Regions from separate parts of the Mus musculus genome. Here all the other regions are linked to region 3. Evidence: chromatin contacts called from public Hi-C data. All regions are on one chromosome and are shown on one strand. The core of a region is the stretch at or near the end of the contact, and the rest is flanking DNA. Distances in the headings are between cores, read along the strand shown.

What was found. Hi-C and Micro-C count contacts between places; a contact is called where the count stands out from the background.
Region 1: a Hi-C map of the N1E-115 cell line shows a contact between it and region 3, with 2.3 times the contacts expected there. A contact is called at or near these places in 3 of 484 Hi-C or Micro-C datasets (the N1E-115 cell line, bone marrow-derived macrophages and nephron progenitors) and 2 of 130 datasets of targeted methods (the NIH/3T3 cell line and embryonic fibroblasts).
Region 2: a Hi-C map of liver shows a contact between it and region 3, with 6 times the contacts expected there. A contact is called at or near these places in 4 of 484 Hi-C or Micro-C datasets (embryonic fibroblasts, liver, muscle stem cells and 1 more) and 2 of 130 datasets of targeted methods (embryonic fibroblasts and liver).

What each region holds. Positions count from the first base shown.
Region 1 is chr15:62,009,736-62,014,495 of GRCm38.p6, reverse strand. No RefSeq gene overlaps it. Among named protein-coding and RNA genes, the nearest start is that of Pvt1, 26 kb to the left of the region's middle.
Region 2 is chr15:62,711,366-62,715,783 of GRCm38.p6, reverse strand. No RefSeq gene overlaps it. Among named protein-coding and RNA genes, the nearest start is that of Gm41333, 44 kb to the right of the region's middle.
Region 3 is chr15:62,326,255-62,330,534 of GRCm38.p6, reverse strand. No RefSeq gene overlaps it. Among named protein-coding and RNA genes, the nearest start is that of Pvt1, 290 kb to the right of the region's middle.

The DNA.
Region 1 (4,760 bases), core at 1,311-3,810, 320 kb after region 3:
CTCATAATATTCTTTACTTGTACCAGCCTGTAGCTTGTGTTTGCAGTAGTGAATGTGTACATATCCGCACCTTCCTGGCAATAAATATAGTTTGGAAAGCATATTAGAACACTAGCTCTATCTCATTCTTGCCTCTCCACGGTGCCTTCCTCATCCCATTTAAATAAACATAGTCAAGGGATCCTGGGCTTTAGGCTAAACACTAGAAAATGGACCAGAAGTGGCTTGGAGTCACTGAGTGGTTTTATGAAACCTGAGGCTCCAGGATGTTGGTGTCACTCAACTGTATCATCATTCTCTCTAGTCATCATCCTTAATTTTTTTAATCTTTAATAAATATTTATTTATTTTACTATTTTGAGTTTATGAGTGTTTTGCCTGAATGCTTGTATGTGCACTATATGTGTGTCTGGTACTCACAAAGTTTAGAAGAAGATCCTAGATCCCTAAAATTGGAGCTACACATAGTTGTATCTGTTAGATGAATGCTGAGAATCCAATTGGGTCCTTTCGAAGAGCAACAATTGCTTCAAATCCCTGAGACCATGCTCCAGCCATTGTTATTAAGTTTTTGAAACACAATCTCATTGTATTTCCAGTGCTGGCTTAGAACTCACAGGCCTCTTTCAGTCTTTCTTTCTTTTTTTTTTTTTTTTCTCCCTGAGAAAGGGTTTCTCTGCGTAGCCCTGGCTGTCCTGGAACTCACTCTATAGACCAGGCTGGCCTCAGAAATCTGCCTGCCTCTGCCTCCTAAGTGCTAGGATTAAAGGCGTGCGTCACCACGCCCGGTGACACAAATTTTAATATTTCTAGTTATGTGCTTATTGTGTGCATGTTGAGAGGAACCTTCATGGGAAATTTCTTACCTCCCACACTGTGGGTCCTGGGGATTGAATTCTGGTTGTCATCAGCCTTGGTGGAGGGATTGGCTGAGTCCATTGGTCGCTTTCAGTTCAACCCAAAGCAAAAGCAGGCTTACCTTTTTTTTGATTTTTTTTTTTTTAACTTAAAAATCCTTTCACAAGTCAGTGGTGGGACACAACTTTAATGCCAGCACTCGATGCAGGCACATCTCTGAGCTCCAGGCCAGCCTGGTCTATATAGCTAATTCCAGGAGAGCCAGGGCTACACAGAGAAACCCTGTCTCAGAAAACAACAAACAAAAGATAAAAAAGGAAAACAAAAAGTATTTGTATGTATTTTAATCATATTTGCCCCTCCTGCAAATGCCCCCAGCACCTCCCCATCTCCCTATTCACCCAACTTCATGTTCTCTTTCTCTCTCAAAACAAGCAAACAAAAAATCAAAACAACAAACCAGTAAGACAGAAAATACTAAAATAAAACAAAGTGAAACAAAAACCCATGGAGTTCATTTTGTGTTGGCCAACAACTCCTGGGCTTGGGGCCTATCCTAGAGCGTGGTTGATAGATCCAGTGACACTCTAGTGGAGAAAACTACATTCCTTTCTCGGTGGGCATCAACTGCAAATAGCTTCTCAGGTAAGGCATGGGACTTAGTGTCTCCTTTTCCTTCAAAGTGGTGCGATCCTGTCTGGTTTACATATGTGAAGGTCCTGGGTGTGCCGTCACAGTCTCGTTCTCAGTTCTGTTGTGTCTGAAAGGCAACCATCAACTACTTCTGGCTCTTATAATCTCTCCACTTCCTTTCCTGATGATCTCTGATCCTAGAGAGGATGGGCTTGAGAAAGACAGCCCATTTAGAAGTGATTGCTTCAAAATCCCTTACTCTCAGTGGATTGCCCAGTTGTGGATCCCTATGCTAATGTCCATCCATTGAAACCATCCTATGGTGAGGATTGTGCAATGCACCCATCCAATGGGTGTAACTAAAGTCATTAGGAGTCATTTTATTGCCTGTTCCTGTAGCCGAATAATAGTAGTAGCTTTCCCTCTCAGACTTCCCTCACCCTACCCAAGACACTTCCCAAGACAAGGTTTTTTCCCCTTGGCTATCCTGGAGCTCATTTTGTATATCAGGCTGTCCTTGAACTCACAGAGGTCCATCCTGTTTCTGTCTCCCAATTGCTGGGTTTAAAGGCATAGGCCACCACACTTGGCTGGACCTTTCTAATTTCATGTTCTTCCCATCTCATGGAGTGGTCCCTAAATCCAATTCCATGTCCTGGTTTCCCTGGGTTCAGTGAAAATGGCAAGAAAGTATTTAGCAACTGCTAAGCAGACAAGTGCTACGTAAGCCCTTGGGTCACAAAGAAGCCATGGTGGTTCTAGCCTGAAGGACTTCCTGGGTAGGTGAGTTTGGTATTCCCTCTGTACTTTTTCCTGGTGACTCTCCAGGAACAGGTGCAAGAGAAGTAAAGTGTGGCAATAATTAAGGTCTGCGATTATTTCCTTTTGTTATGATAAAGTACTGTGACAGAAGCAACTCTTGGAGGAGCAAATATTTATTTTAAGTCACAGTTTCTTGTGGAGGAATGTCAACAACAGGGAACTTGAAGCAGCCTGTTACATACCATATCCACATTTGAGGAGCAGAGAAAAACCAATGCTTGCTGATGTTAGGTTCTGCTTCTCCATTCACACAGCCCAGGAACCAATGAGGAAATGATGTCACCTTAGTGGTTGGGTCTTCCCACCTCTATTAATGTAATCAAGCTGATTCTTCACAGGCCTGCCCAGCGGCCCAGCTCCTGGGTGATCTAGATCTTGGCAAGCTGACAACATTAACTATCCCAGTAAGTGATGCTCTGACATTAGATGCAGCACAAGGAGTTCAAGAAGCAAGAGCCAGACATGGAGTTTTTGAAGTCACAACAACGCTGAAAGCTATGAGTGGCCGAGTCATCAAAGACATTGTTCTCTCCTCTCCTCTGGACAGCATTCAGTGGTAGTCAAAAGACTTTCAATGTATATAGTTATGGCATCCAGAACTGCCTAGAGGTGGTGGCTTTCATGTATCCATTCATTTCTGTATTCGTTCCCATGCAAGATGAGAAAGGCACAGGTATCAACATTTCTCTCTATGGGAGAAATGGTATTGTGGTTTTCTGCCGTGCTGTCTCCTGTATTACTTGCTGTGGTAGACTTCAGGTGTCATTTTGGGAAGATGTTCATGTGCTATGTCCTCAGCCATATAGTAATGTATCTTTTGCACAATTGTGTATTTTAAGTAACCAAGCAATTATTTTTTATGCTTTAGTTTAAGAAAAAAAAAGAATTGAAATATTATTGAATCATTTCCTCCACCTTCCCCTTCTTCCCTCCAACCCTTCCCATGTCCAGTTTCTCTAACTCCTCCCACATTCTGCCCTTGACTTCTTCTGGAATTCATACTGTTTTCCTTTTAAAAAAATGCATGCATATATAGACACAACCTGCTGAGTTCACTGAGTGTTACTTCTGTGTGTGATTTCAGCACTGGTCAGTCTGTAGTAGAGCCTCATTTCTGTGGAAGACTAATTCTCCCTTCTCAGTAGGCATTAGTTTCCTGTAGGTAACCATTTCAGGGTGGGACTCATTGAGATTTCCTCCTTCCACATTAGCATGTCTATTGGTGTTGTCCAGGTTCAGGTAGCAAGGTTGTTGTTGTAGGGTGTAGCTTTCCTGTTATTTCTAAGAGATCCAATCTCAGGAATCTTCCTGGGCTTCCGGCTGTTAGAATCTATTTGTTCTCCCTTCTGTACTGTTCCCTGAGCTGTATACACAGGAATTGCCTTGTAGATGTTTTCAATGGGGCAGTAGAGTCTCTGATCAGTTGCTATCTGATTTTACTAGTTGTAGTTTTCTGTAGTGGTCTCCATGTGCTACAGAGCCTCTTTGCCTCTTTGGCGAGGGATGAGAACTTCATGTGTCTGTGGATATTAGGGAAGGTTTTGGAATGTAGTTAGGAATTAGGCTGGTTTAGTAAGTGGTAGTAGTAGGTTCTCATCTAAGATACATAATCTCATTGGCCTTGGTAATTGGCTGGATTTTCAGTACCAGGCAAGATTTCGCTCCTGTTTAGTGGGCCTTCAATCCAATTAAAGAGCTATTGGTTACTACCAAGATATGACTGCCACTATCACACTTTTAAGATATCTTGCCATGCTGGTCATTATTGTGATTAATATGAATCAGACATTTCTTAGTCAGACCAAGCAAAAGGTAAAAAAACAAAAACAAAACAAAAAAAAAAAAACAAAAAAAACCCCTAACTTTTGTTCTTTTATTCTTTTCTTTTCTCTTTTTCCTTTTTAGATTTGAGATTTGTAGAGTAGTCTGTCTTTAAAGTCTTGATCCTCCTGCCTCAGACTCCCAAGTGCTGGGATCACAAGCATGTGCCAATACTCCTGGTGAAAATTCTCAAGAGACCAAATATAATCATTGTCATTCTATCCCCTGAAACACAGTTCAGCAGAGATGGTCCAGTAGAATCACATAGACAGTAAAGGGCCACACAGCTGACACATGGCAGAATTTACCTCCCAACACAGCTCTCATAGCTTGCTCAGCTGAAGCGTCAGGACAAGTTCAAGCGTGTCAACCAGGAGAAGCAGTCAAGGAAGGTCAAGGACTCTTACCTGGCTCCCTCCTTACTGTCACTGTAGCCCTACTGCCCTACAGGCAGGGAAGAAAGGAGCCTGGCCTCTCCTCTTGATATTTGAAAATGAATAGAAGAGGAGGGTACTATGAAGGGTCCAGTCCAGAAGCAGCGTCAGCCCACCCAGGAGTTAGGTCTCATCAGCTCTCCAAACAGCCTGTGATGGCAGCAGGGGGACTCAATCTGCTCTCACAGTCCC
Region 2 (4,418 bases), core at 1,829-4,328, 380 kb before region 3:
TAGATCTGTTGTCACTTGATTGAAAATCCGGCAACTGCTTCTACATTATCTGTCAGAAGTTGGCTTACCGTATGTTCCTAGAGAAAGCTTTCTAGTGGCCTGATTGGAACTTATGTGGGGGCACCGCATCTTGCAATGAGAATCTGACTCTTGCTTCTGTCCTTGCCACATGTATCTCCTCTAGCACGCCCTCTAAATGGTCCGAGCCTCACTCTCCTCATCTACAATGTACCTGTCTTAAGTTGATGAATAGAACTTCTAAAGCCTACAAAACTGACCAACATATATTACAAAACATATATTCAATTGACATTTACCCTTCCTGAGTGCTCTAATGCCTGTAACGGATTCTCTGATCCACTGAATCCACAGGATCTGGTACTGTCTTCCCCTACAGAGAAGGACGTACTGCAGAGAGACTCAACACAAGTCCTGACTATTTCACAGCCAGTACAAACTAACCCTAAGAGTAATGTCTTCAGACTAGCTTTCAAATGCTTTACAATGTATCACCCAGTCTTGACTCCTTCTGGTCTACAGGTATTTACTGTGTTATTTCTGTGATCACCTAGTCCCTGTGATGAAAGTAGTGATCCAGGTCCAGCTCCTGATTCCATTCCTTCATCTTCCCTTAGCAACAGTGAAGACAGTTACTTCAGTTTCTACAATAGAAGTTACTATAGAGCCTGACAAAGAGTACAAAGTACGTACTCACTGTAGTGTTGATGAATGGATCATTCTAATACAATATAGTTCAGGACTACTGTTGCTAGAATTATGGATGTTGGGCAAACAGACTGTATTCTTCAGGACACAGGTGTTGTCCAAAGCACGCACTTTAAAGTCACACATGCCAGTTTTAAATCCCAGTTCTGTATGATTCAGGCAGCTCTCTTAATCTTTCTGAACTTCAGTGTCTTTATTTCGAAAACACAGTCAACAATACTAGCCTTGAGGTGTTATTTTGAGGATTGAAAGTGCATGGCTTAGAAACTGGCACACAGGAGGTACCCAATCAATGGTGGCGATTATGTGGGGCTTCAGTGAGAGGGAGAGCATCCATCTAAACTGTGCAAGTATGGTAGGCATGTGGCTAGGGCATCTCCCCAGCCAGAATTATGGCTGGAATAGCCTGCTGGGTCCAGACACTCTGAACACAGAGTTCTTTCTCAGACTGGAGATCTTTGCTGGCCTTTCTTTCTCCATGGAACTTGGGAGGAAGAACAGGTCCTGGCCTTGCAAACTGCTATGTTTCTGTGGCTGAGTCATGTTGACCAGCTCCCAGAACAACTTGTGCCTGTGTTGTTAAAGCACAGAGGTCCTCAGGCGCCATGAAAGCCAGGCCTGCCTTTTTATCCGCCTGCCTACAAAGGCCAGGATCCCACACGTGGGACAGAATGTAAACACACTCCCCAAACCTCTATTTGCTCTCAAATTGGCCAATGTTTCCTGTCCACCCCTCAAACAGACTCCCACCTTCTATTCAGCTTCAAAGACTAAAAATGCAAATGAGAGAAGTCTTCAGGGGTGACTGGGACAGAGAAATTTTGAGCTATTTCCTGCGATTTTCAAGATTATTTCTTATAATTTTAGCAAAACATAAATAATATATATATACATACATATATATTTGCTTGGAAAAGCAGGGAAACATTAACATTGTATTAGTAATCGTATAAAATAGGACAGGAACCTAAAAATCACGTAAATAAACAATGGAAGGAGGCTTGTCATGTCAACAGGAAAGTGAATAGGGAAACTCATGACACAGGCATGTGTTGAAATATTCACAACTCCCAAGCCTGTTAGTTTTAATGACATGAGAAAGCTGGTTAACAGCTGGGAGTAGTGGCACACACCTTTGATCCCAGCACTCAGGAGGTAGAGGCAGATTGATCTCTGAGAGTCCCAGGCCAGCCTGATCTAGGAAGTGAATTGCAGCGCAATCAGAACCACATAGTGAGACTCTCTCATGAAAAATAAATACAAATAAATACATGAATTAATAATAAAAATAACAAACTGTTTATAACACATGAAAAAGTTTATGAAATTGAGCTTAGTGCAATTTTAATTATTAAGTACATGTGAAATATACTGCAAGATCATAGAGTTCTCTAGGGATTTTCATGTGTGTGTATGTGTGTACATATGTGTATATATATATATATATATATATATATATATATGCAAACATGCTTGTACAATAAATGATAAAGCTTGCTCATGTTAGAGCATGCTTTAAAATACAATAGCGTCACATTCAGGCTTTTTTTTTTTAAAGGAAGCTCTAAAACATGCAAACTTAATAAGAACCTGGATAATAAAGATTTTTCCTTCCTAAGTCTCCCAGATATAGGCATCATGTAGTCAACTAAACCAGAAGGAAGGTGAGTCAAGAGAGATGCATTAGCTGCAAAATTGGGGAAGGATATCATATAAAAAAAATTATAAAACTATTCCAGATTCTTAGTTATCCCACTAGCTCTGTCCCTAAACACTGTTGATCGTGACTAGCCTATCATTGCCCTCTGCTCCCCAGTCCATGCACTTGTAAGAAGGGGTTAATCACTCCTCCACCCATCTGTTGACTTATTCAAACACTTTCTCGGGGATCAGAGAAAAAGCACTGGCTGAAACAGATACTTGTCATGCCTTCTGGGTACTTGTGCTCTTTTATATTAAAAAAAAAAATCAAACACATAGGCTAGTGTTAGGAACATGAGGAACAATGGACAAGGTCAGAAGGTAGCATGAGCGTCAAGGTCCTTAGAGATGGCATCAGTAGGTAGGTCATTAGGTGAGAAAGAAAGTCCTACTGGTAGTCAATACTGGGCAGTGTCCCAGGGGAGGCAAGCCAGGAAGCACCAAAGTGCTGTAGCACGGGGTGGGGTGGGGGTGGGGGGTGGGGTGGGGGGTGGGGTGGGGGTGGGGGGGACATGGTTGCGCCAGCGGTGATGAAGCATAAACTTAGTGTTTTTCTCCTAAACTTTAACCAAGGTCCACCCCGCAGTCAGTCAGCAGGCTCAAAATGCTTTCAGAGCCCTTGAGAGCTAAAGTCCAAGGCCTCTGCCCAGGGAGTGAATTGATGGAATTTAAAGGCAGTGTCGCCTTGGAGCTTTGAAGGTCCGCTGAACAACTATTAGCTGATCCACTTGACAAACAGTGACGCAGTCACTATGTATGTTTGTGCCCAAGCAGGTGACGATTTTCTCTCCACTGACTCCAGTCAAGGACTTTCTGCTTCCAGATTGCAGGTTCCAGGTGACATTGGGCACACGGGATCAGGAGGGGAGTGGAACAGGTCATGCCCCAGGAAGGCAGCATGAAGCTGGACTCACCTGATGTTTTGAACAGCCCACTTAGCTTCAGTGTGGCAGGAACATATTCTTTTGAAGCCTAAAGAAAGTATGCTGATTCATCAGTTTCCAAACCCATGGGAAAAGAACCCATTGTTAAGCTTCTAATATATTTTCCCTAACCCCTACAAGGATAGCTATAGTTCAGGGAGATAAACTGGGATGAAGGTAAGGCAAAGCGAAGCAATTACTGCCATCCATAATTATAACCCATATCGTTTATTGTGTGCTAATAGCTGCATTTCCAAGCAGATGTTATTAATTAGTGAAATAACAAGGCAATTTGCATTCATCTCATTTCAGAGAAGAAATAAAACTACCTCCTCTAACCAAACATAGGTAATTCAGTTTTGTTGTTTTTCTTATAATACATGGGGAAACTGAGGCACAGAGACACTGGATTCTTTAAAAGCATCTTTACTTAAAGCTTCCTAGAAGGAAGATTATTATCATGGGTAGCAGTGTATATAGATAAAGTGGCAAGGTGCTGGCCCAGAAATCATGATAACGTGGAGACAGGGAGATTGGTTAGCCCAATCTGCCAATATCCACAGCAGTCATCATTCTGGGCCTCTGATCTAATCTCTCTGAGTTGTTTTCTTATCCAAAGCATAGGAACCATCAATCCCTGACCAATGTGATTGTTTTATAGAACAAATGCGGAACATACGTACCTTCACAGCAGATATAGTTTGTGAGATAAATGGACTCTGCTCAGAGTTTAGGAGGAGAAGTAGCATTTCAGAGGGGGATAGAAAGGCTGCACGTTAATCGACCTTATGGCTAGATAGTTCGAAGAATGTATCTGGGGCCACAGAAGCAGAAGGAAATTGAAATTATCTGAGAGAAAATATCACAAGACCAGCTGGAATTCTAGCATGAAGCATGAGTAAGGGACCCAGCAGAATCATTGTCCCTTAAAAGTATATAGGCAGAAGGAACTAGGGCAGAAGGAAGTGCATGTGGATTCAAACATTGTATGACTTGATTCTAGAGCTAATGTGATTGGTAAAACATTCAAAGGCCTGCTTTTCCTTATGAACATCTTAAGAAACAGAA
Region 3 (4,280 bases), core at 860-3,359:
AAGCCAAAACTGCATATTCCAGGAATTATTGAAGAACAATTCTAAGTGGTATATGAAATATCAATCACTGTTAGATCATCTGACAGTTACTTTAGCTGTGCAGTGTGGCTATAAAATTCAGGCCCTTGCTTAAAAGTTCTGGCAAGACTGGGTGTGTTCATTACTCTTTAGCATACCTGTGCAGGTGTGCATGTATATGCCTATGTGGGTGTGGATGTGACTGTGTGTACATGAGTATATGAGTGTGTATTTATGTGTGAACAACTCTGTGTGTACCTGTGTGTGTGCAAGTGTGTGTGTGTGTGTGTGTGTGTGTGCGCGCTGAATATGTTGGGCTAAAGAAGTTAGTTCTGATCTGTGTGCCACACAATATATCAAGGTGAGGGGACAATTAGGACAAGTCCCTACACTCCAGGGACCTAGAACAAATCTGTGTGTGTGTCTGTCTGTCTGTCTGTCTTTCCAGCTCCCTTCCTTGTTTACTGAGCTCTTACTATGGAACAGGCACTGAGTATGCACATCATTTCACTGGTTCCTAATCCACATTGTAGCAACTACTCAAAGGCTCTTATTCCTATTTCTAAGTCTACCAGATGTTAAAAGGCAGAGTACAACTTAAGTCTCTGTTAAAAGAATCTCCCAGTTCTACTTCCACAGGCTAATAGCGGTTGATAGTAAAACCATCTAACAAGACACGGATGTCAGCCACATAGCTGCTGCTGTATGAATAGGGTAGGAGCCACACCTGAGTTTGGATTCTTGCTCAACATGTAGTGACTCTCTGTGTGTGTGTGTGTGTGTGTGTGTGTGTGTGAGAGAGAGAGAGAGAGAGAGAGAGAGAGACAGAGAGAGAGACAGAGAGAGAGACAGACAGACAGACAGACAGACAATCAGAAAGGCTGATGATATAATGGTATATTTGGGAAACTATTTAAGAACACATAGAGGCCTACAACCCTGAAAGGACATCTGTTTCAATCCCCTTACTTTATAGTTGAGAATATCAACACTATGTAAGAACAAGGGCACAAGAACTCCCTGCCTGAACTCCTCAGGGAGAGATTGACACCAGTAGGACCCCTGGTTTCTGATACCCACTTAGCTCCTTGCTTTTTCTGAGATTTCATTCCATGTCACAGGCAGGCTTTCGACTGCCCTTCCTCAAATCAAAGGAAATATCTGTTCCCCACCAAGCAGATTCTTGTGAAAGAAATCTTGTGAAAGCACCTCTCATCTGTTTTCCCTCTATCTGTGCATTGATGGAGGTCAAGTGAAGGTCAGGGAATGCCCCGATGACTGGACTTCTGGGTCTCCACACCCAAGAATGCAGCCAAGCTTCAAATAAATCAGACTGCGAGCAAGAATTCAGACGGGCTCCCCCAAGTTCCAGGCTTCCTTTTCCTGGTAGAAGTCATCAGCTGTCTTGTTGCTAGGAGACCAGTGGAGGTGGAAAGTAAAATAGCCATAGTTTTCTAACTTATCTGAAAATGCAGTTTGTCTTTGCTCCCTTGGGGGTTCAGCTTCCTTAAGAGCAGGCTATCACAGCCAGGCAGAGAGAGACCTTTCTTCCTTCCTTCCTCTCTTTCTTTCTTTCTTTCTTTCTTTCTTTCTTTCTTTCTTTCTTTCTTTCTTTCTTTCATGAAATGGATAGAGCTTTTCCTGGGCATAGAGTGTCATACAGCAGAGACCAGGGAGCTGCCAATTACTGATGCAATGTTTGGGAAAGAGTTGCTGAGCACACATGACTCAACAAAATATGACAATTTGCGTCCCTATCTCTTGGAAAGTTGTACTTATCAGAACCAATAAGAGCGGTGCGGTCAGTAAGCACACGGAGCTGTATTTATCATGAGGGAATTGAGTAGGAATTAAAGCCCCGAGGATTGTGAGTGGAGGAGATGATTTGAGTCACTATCTGTCCGGGACTTTCCTTTTCGGTGGCATTCCAATAGCACAGACCTCACCCTGGCAAACCATAGCATTGCTCAATATTAAAAACATTTGCCTGGAATGCAGGACATGTGAACTCAGACACCCCCTACAGCTTCACAGTGTGATCCCAGCATGCTGCATTCACTGTAAACACCACGGCTTTCAGGAGAACAAGGACAGTGCCCAGAGGTGACACAAACCACAGGCAGAGAGTGTGGCAACAAGAACCTTCCCAGCCTTCGCACAGCACTTAACACCACCCCACTGATGACCCTGGCAGAGATGGAAAGGGATCCCATGGGAGGAAACCAGTGCATTCTTTTACCCTTAGAAGAAAGTAAGAATGGAAACTGATTTCCTCTTTCTCTGGTGGTGTGCTTGGTTGTCTGAAGCAGAAAAGTATAACTGAAAGGAAGGAAGCAAGGAAGCAAGGAAGCAAGGAAGCAAGGAAGGAAGGAAGGAAGGAAGGGAGGAAGAGAGAGAGAGAGAGAGAGAGAGAGAGAGAGAGAGAGAGAGAGAGAGAGAGAAGAAAAGAAAAGAAAAGAAAAGAAAAGAAAAGAAAAGAAAAGAAAAGAAAAGAAAAGAAAAGAAAAGAAACGAAAAGAAAAGAAAAGAGAAAAGAGAAGGAAGGGAAGAAGGGAGAAAACAAGGAAGGAGGGAGAGAGGGAAGTAAGGGGCCACACAATTTACTCCCAACAAACGTTAGGAGAGTAAATAATGAGGTCATCAAACTCCCCATCCTTTTCTTGTCTAGGGATCCTCCCAGTTCAGCTGAGACAAAGTAGCAACCCTTGTTAAACTTGCTAAACTGTGAGTGAGAATATAACTCTGCATACTCTAAAGCCTATTTAATCTGTGCAGTGTCTGCCAGAGCTCAGGGGTTTGCCAGTGCAGGGCTAAAGGCAGACACAACATTTCTGACTGACTACAGCAGGTCACTGCCCACCCTGCCCCCACCACCACTTTCAAAGTCAGAAGAGAAACTCTCCTCACACACTGCTGACTGCTCAGGCCAGCTGTCAAAGACGATGTCCACTCTTTCACACAGGACAGCAATTAGCCAAAATCATCCCAAATTGCTGCCACTGAAAATCTCTAATTGCCCATCGGGGTTTGTGGTTTTGTCTACAAAGAGAGTCATACAGAAGGGGCAACTAAAGGGCTGTGCAATGAGGGTTTCTAGGCAAGCTTAAGCATGCGTCTTCCGAAGCAGAGGGTCAAGCTCAGGAAGACGAAAGACATAGAATGTAAAGGTGACCTTTATAGTCTCAAACTCTGGAGGAAGTAGAGAAGCATGAGGTCAGAAGACAGGCTCATAATCCCACTGACATTGGCAGATCCCAGCACAGTGTTGGTTGTAGACTATGTGACATAGTCACTATATTTAAGGAAGAATCAAAATGTGGCGTCAACAGAAGAAGTGTCACTTCTGGAGTTCACTCATACCCATCATATATGACCTTGGGTAAGTCAAGGCTTCCTCCTGGGACGATCTTGTCCTTCTTCTTAGATTTTCCATGTTGGGTTCCTCCCGTGTGAAATGCCTCTCCAGCATTTCCTAGGAAACTGTTATCCCCACTATTCTGCTTTGCTCCTGGTGATGGGATCACCAAAGAAACTCAGAGGAGGATGGTAGTATTCCAGCTTTCACTTCTAGGCCAGTGAACCAGTCAAGGCAGCAGGAACTTCTAAGCAGCTAGTCAAGGGCAGGAAGGGAATGAATACATGTATGATTGGTCAACTCAACTTCTCCGCTGCTAAACAGGCCTGGAACTAAAGCCAAGAAACGGTGCCATCTGCATGATTAGGCCCTAGGTTAATGTTGAGAGTCCTTCTTGATCACTCTCCACCTTATCTTTTGAGACAGAGTCTCTCAGTTGAGCCCATATCTGCCCTATGTGTGCTTACATGGATGTACTAAAATCTGTTCACCCAACTGTAGTATCTTGAAGCTCAGAAAACAAAGTTCAGGCTGCAGGGAAAGTTCAGGCTTGTAAACTGCTTGCCACGTGAATTCAAAGAGCTGAGTTCAAATCCCCAGAACCCAAGTAAAAAGCTGAGTGTTTGAACGTGTATATGTAATCTCAGTGCTACTATGACAAGATAGGCAATGGAAATCCAAGAAAGTCAAGACTCTCATGGGCCAGTGAGGCTGCCATACTTAGCCCAAAGGGAAATTAAGTAAGATGTTACAAGGTTGTCCTCCGACTTCTACATGTGCATTACAGCAAGTGTGCAATAGACACACCCATGCCTCATACAAAGAAAGATGGAAAGAAGGAGAAGGGAGGAAGTGGGGAATGAGGAAGAGGGAGGGGGAGGAGAAGAAAATGAAACTCAAAGAATGT